Linked DNA regions of Gossypium hirsutum: region 1 is linked to region 2. The links are chromatin contacts, called in public Hi-C maps. All regions are on one chromosome and are shown on one strand. Each heading gives the region's core, a stretch centred on a gene start, on an enhancer-like site or on the middle of the called end of the contact. The rest is flanking DNA. Distances are from core to core; before and after follow the strand shown. Region 1 holds the start of LOC107945314 (nuclear pore complex protein NUP58). Region 2 holds the start of LOC121224689 (dof zinc finger protein DOF3.4).

What was found. Hi-C and Micro-C count contacts between places; a contact is called where the count stands out from the background.
Region 1: a contact with region 2 is called in a Hi-C map of leaf, with 2.9 times the contacts expected there. The contact joins the promoter of LOC107945314 here to the promoter of LOC121224689 in region 2. A contact is called at or near these places in 16 of 34 Hi-C or Micro-C datasets (anther, callus, hypocotyl and 3 more).

Annotation. Positions count from the first base shown.
Region 1 is chrD12:13,214,724-13,217,612 of Gossypium_hirsutum_v2.1, forward strand. It overlaps LOC107945314 (nuclear pore complex protein NUP58), which reads left to right and starts at 1,560. Exons shown (of 6, transcript XM_016879274.2): 1 at 1,560-1,946; 2 at 2,210-2,324. The coding sequence starts at 1,651.
Region 2 is chrD12:13,083,066-13,085,980 of Gossypium_hirsutum_v2.1, forward strand. It overlaps LOC121224689 (dof zinc finger protein DOF3.4), which reads left to right and starts at 1,319. Exons shown (of 1, transcript XM_041108497.1): 1 at 1,319-2,915. The coding sequence starts at 2,160. The coding sequence ends at 2,861.

The DNA of each region.
Region 1 (2,889 bases), core at 310-2,809, 130 kb after region 2:
CTGTGCGTACCTTATCTGTTTTAGGAATGCCTTTAGCCAAAAAGTACTGATCCAACTTTGACCACCATCCACGATAATCCAACCCATGGAATCGAGGACACTCGAGCTTTTAGAAATGTTCCTGAACCCATCCAGATTTAAGTATGTGAGGATTAGGTGGTGGAGGAGGAATCTCCATGGAGTCTTTGGGAGGAGAACCTAGTAGAGTTAGACCCAACACTCCCTTCTTTTTAGAGGCTGGTCCTGGCTCCGAAGCTGTAGGGTGCCCCAGAAACTACTCCAGCATAGATCAAAGTTCCAAATACAGATCTTCCGTAAACCTTTGCAACTTGGCATCCCATTTGGTTTCCAGTTGAGCCAACTCCCCTTGCTTTTTGACCATCTCTTGTTGTAGCACTGTCATGTCCTTCTGTCCACGAGTGGTAACATCGTCCCCCATCATAGGAAAGACCAAGCTCTAATACCTTTGATAACACCGAAACCAGAAATCCAAAAAAGAAGAAGAGAAATAGCAGAAAAATAAAGAGAAGAAGAGATGCAAAATAGAGGAAATGCAACAGTTACTATATTTTCTTCATAATCAGGTCATTTCCTTACATGCGGATATATAGGAAACAAATAACAGAAAGAAACAACAAACTCTACGAGAAGTTTTCCCATGCACAAAACGCATCGTTTTATTAAACCTATTGTGCACCGTTTAACTAATGTCATTCAGCCCAATCAATTTCTTCAGCCCACTTGTCATTAGAAATGGTCCATAACAGACACCATCATCGGAGATCTATTGCTAAATCCAAACAATATCAGGTATCATCTTGTCAAAAAACATGTCAATAAGAGTTCCTTTTCTTGACACCCAACATTCGAACATCAAATGATCAAAGCTGAAATTCTTGGAATCTGAAGACAAACGACGAACTTGAAATAGTCTAAAAATAAACCGCATAAAAATACAGAAACAGATGGCAAGGTACTTCGTTCTTCGATATAATCTCCATCGGAGGTTCAAAACGGTGTGATTTTGGAACACCGAAGTCGTTAACGTTGGATGGGTTGTGGTGACGAACTTGAAATCAACGCCAGCTTTGAAAGCTTTTTTGACGAAACAGACCAATGAGTCTAATGAGGTGGCACAGAGAAGGAGGTGGAGCTGGGGGTATTTTTATATATTTTAAATTTATTATATATATTTAAAGTATTTATGTATTTTAATTTTTATATATTTGTTAGAATATTTTAGAATTAGAATTAAATTGAGATTATTTGTAAATTTTGAGGATTATTTTTTAAAATTATAACTAAATCGATATAATATGTAAATGTTGAAGCCTAAATTTATTATTAAACTATATCGTTTAGTTGGGTGATCAAATTAAAAAAATTGATAGTTGGGTGACAAAAAGGAAAAAAAGACAATAATTAGGTGATCAAATTAAAAAAATTGATAGTTGAATGATAATAAAGAAAAGGAGCAATAGTTGGGTGACTTGTATTGCAATTTACCCTATTATTTATTTTTCTTTTGATTTTCGTCAATGATTTTCCCTCTCTAGGGTTTAAATAAAAAAAGGTTCTTCTTCCTCAATCCTCACCAGAATTAAATGTCTCTACTCTTAGAACCCTAATTTTTGTTTCCGAAGAAAAACAATGTCCTCGTTCTTTGCAACTCCACAACCCCAACAATCTCCGCCATTGTTTCAGCCCCAACAACAACCTTTCCAGCAAAGCTACAGCCCTTTTTATCAATCCCAGCAGCAGCAGCAGCAGCAACAACAACAACAGCAACCACAGTTGCAGTTTCCACAACAGCAGCAGCAGCAACAACAACAACAGCAGCAGCAACAACCCCTTTTTCTTTTTACTAATGACAAGACTCCTGCTAGTTACAGCACCAAATGGGCTGATCTCCATCCTGATTCTCAAAAATTTCTGCTTCAAATTGAGTATGTTCTCAATTCTTTCTTGATGGGTTTTGTTTTGCATTCTCAAAAAATACAACTTTTTGGCTGCTATTGAAATTGGTTGATGAAAACTTATTTTTGCATACGTTATGATATTTTAATAGTGTTTACCTGGAAAAGTGCGGGGCATAAGTTCCTCTTCCTGATTTGGTTTATAGGTTGAGCTTGGATATTGACATTATTATTGTTATATGGCGCTCTGAGTAGTGAGTAGTGAGTGTTGTGATTATCATCTTGGAATGTAGGGAAAGGATATTGGAGTATAGGGATGAAAGCCAAAGGTTAGACCAGTGTACTCGCCTTTATGATTCTTCGGTTTCCAATGAAGGCTTCGAGCTTGATGCCAGCCACATTGTTCAGGTTCAACCTTTGCTTTCTTTTACATACGGACTTGTGCACTTGTGCTTCCTTCAATTTCTGCATTTTTCTTTCTGTCAAACTTTCCTGCTTCTTAGACATTGCATTGATAGAGTAGATGAGCGATAATTATCTAGTTCATTTTCGTTGTCCTTGTTCACTTCACTTGTATCTTATTTTGGTGAATAATCTGGAATGCCTTGTTATTTAACATGAATCTATTATATTACGCCCTTATTGTAATCTAAGTAATGAAAAATATTAAGAAACTAAAACTAGTTGCTCTTGTTGTGAATATTTGGACTAGCTCAAACTGTATTCTACTTTTACTTTAGATGTATTGTTGTCTCTTTTGTGGTTAGAAGGGCTTATGTTACGTTGATGCAAATAAGTTAATGTGTTGGACCGTGGTCATATCTGGTCCATTGTTTCAAACTGTGAGTGGTTCATGAAGTTATTTCCAAACCAATTGATCTGAGAACAACTGGAATTTAGTTAGAGTTAAGTAATTACCTCCATGCCAGTTTTCTTAGCTGTCATCTCTTAGGTTACAATTTTGAATCATTTG
Region 2 (2,915 bases), core at 69-2,568:
GGAGACCCAATAATTGCTCCCCACGCTGCCCCCCACTCTTTATTCTCTCTTCCCTTCTTCTACTGTCCCCACACATCAATCCCTCTCAATCACGCTGCACCATCTCTCCTTTACTCTTTTTCTTTTTTACTTCCTAAATTTTTTACCATCTTTGCCTTGCTTCTCTTTAGGATGATGGCGACACCACAAGTTTAATTTGGAATAGGGAGCTATTTTTATCACAAAATAATAATTTTCCCTTAGCTACCTAAAAACTCACATTCTGGATTCTTCATAAATGTAATTTCTTATATATTTTTTAAATTATGCTTTTTAAGTTTACCCTTTTAATGATATTGTTTAGATATTATTGATTTAAATCAATAATTGAAAAAAAAATTTAAAATTTATTTTATCTTTTGCTAAGTTTTTGTGGATTTTTATTTTCAACATAACGTTGTTTCTATATTTTAATTATAACTTGAGCTATAAAATTTTATTTTAGATTCATAATTTACAAATTTGAAAGAAATTGAAAGATCGAAATTGTTTAATGACTCAATCCCAAAAAAACGTAAGAAGGTATTCAAAACTAACTTAAAAGTTTGGTGCGAAAATTCATCAGAATTCTGTTTTATTTAATTGAAAATACTATTATATTTTTTTCCATTATTCACCCAAATTACAATGAATAAAATATAAATATAAACAATATAATTAATAACTTAAATAATATAATTTAAGGGAAAATATAATAAATAGATTAAAAATTATATACTTTATCAATCATTAGAGTAGTCCTTCGACAATAATTTTCAATTACTAAAAATGTGTTACCTAAATTTAGATATTACAAATAAGCATTAGGTGTTACCTAAAAGTTAAGAGAAATTAATTTATCAACCATTTCCTTCTTATCATTTATGGTCTCTTTTTAATTGTTTAATGATATCTTAGTAAATTGTTTTCATGTCATTAATATATAATTTTGATAAAAAAATTTACCCTAAACCCTGAACTCCGAACCTCGAACCCTGAACTCCGAACTCAAACCTCAAACTCAAAACATTGAATCTTAAATCCCAAATCTTAAATGAGTTTTGAGTTTTGAGTTTTGGGTTCGGGTTCGAGATTTAGTATTTAAAATTTTGGATTCGAAGTTTAAGATTCAGAGTTCAAGGTTCAAAATAAAAAAATCAAAATTATATATCAATGATATAAAAAAATTTTAAAATTTTAAAATTTTAAAAAATAGCCATGAATAATATGGTAGGAAGGATGTATAAAATAATCTCTCTATAACTAGGGATGAAAGTTGGAAGCAAAAACCAATATTGAAGCGCGGTGTAATCTCTTCTCTTCCTTCTAATTAGATTTTGTATCGAAAATGGAATCTAAGGTGAAGAGGAGGAATACATAAACCCTATTTTATATGCACACCCTTAAGCAGACATTGTTGAATATTGATAAAGTTCTGAGCTGCAGTTTTCATCTCTGCTGGAATGTCCCTCAAAGCTTGAATATTTTTCTAACATAGGGGAGAAATTTGTTGTTGCCTAGAATTTTAGTAGAACCCTATGTTTTGTACCATCCACATTCCAGGCCCCTGTTTCACACTTCTTCAATATTTACTTTAAAATACCACCATCATTAATGTCGTAGTTTTTGCGGACTGTAATGGGTATACTTAGAAGAACTACTAAATTGTCATCATCCACAAGTGCGACATCATTACACAAACCAAAATACAAGACCAAATGGGACCCCCTTTATTTGACTGCTTATCCATCCGATGATTATCGGTTTACAAACGCCAAAATAGCTAAGAAAAATCCAAAAAGGAAACACAGCAACTTAAATCAGTGCAGTTAAACACCACAAAGCCGTATTCCTAGTTGATAGAGCCGACTCTAATCAGACCCCCCACTGTCAAGCCGACTGATCCATCTGTCGTGCCTAACAGAACACTGTAAAAGCCTGCTTTCTTCTCTCTCCATGTCTCATATAACCTTCAGAACTTGTTTTCACTGTCCACCAGATTCTCTTTTCTCCCTCTCCCCCCATAAAATCCACCCCTTCTCTGTCCCTTCGCTCCATATAAGCCGAGCAACATAAGCAGCAAAGTCTTAAAACAAGGTGCATACTACTATAGTTGAAGCCACTTTTGTTTTGGTCTGAAAATGCCATCAGAATCGGGAGATCAAAGCAGGCGTTTATGCAAGGTCCTAAACCCGGGAGCCCCACCACCAGAACAAGAGCAGCTACCTTGTCCACGTTGTGACTCCACTAATACTAAGTTCTGCTACTATAACAACTATAATTTTTCTCAGCCTCGTCATTTCTGCAAGTCCTGTCGTCGTTACTGGACTCATGGTGGTACCCTCAGGGACATCCCTGTTGGCGGTGGCACCAAGAAAAACGCTAAGCGTTCTCGCACCAACACCCATGCCACCGCCACTACTCATAATAACTTCCCATTACCTGCCACCCCGGTTTTGTTGCCAATCTCGGCCAACCAAGGAAGTTTTGGTATTGGTGGAGAGTCGAAAGGCAACGGGGGTGGTAATGGAAACATATGTGGAAGTTTTACCTCCTTGTTGAATACACAAGGGCCTGGTTTTCTGGCTCTTGGTGGGTTTGGGCTCGGTATTACTCCAGCACTTGAGGATGTTGGGTTCGGGCTTGGGAGAGGAATCTGGGCCTTTTCAGGAATGGGAGATGGAGCAGCCGTTGTTGGTGCCAATGGTGGTGGTGCTGCTGCTGCTACGGGAATGGGGAACCCATGGCAGTTTGAAGGTGGAGAAACTGGGTTTGTTGATGGTGGGGATTGCTTTTCTTGGCCTGAACTTGCTATTTCAACCCCAGGAAATGGGTTCAAGTGAATCTTCTGTTTTCGGTTCCTCGTCTTTTTCATGTCCCTTTTTCTTTTTCTTTTT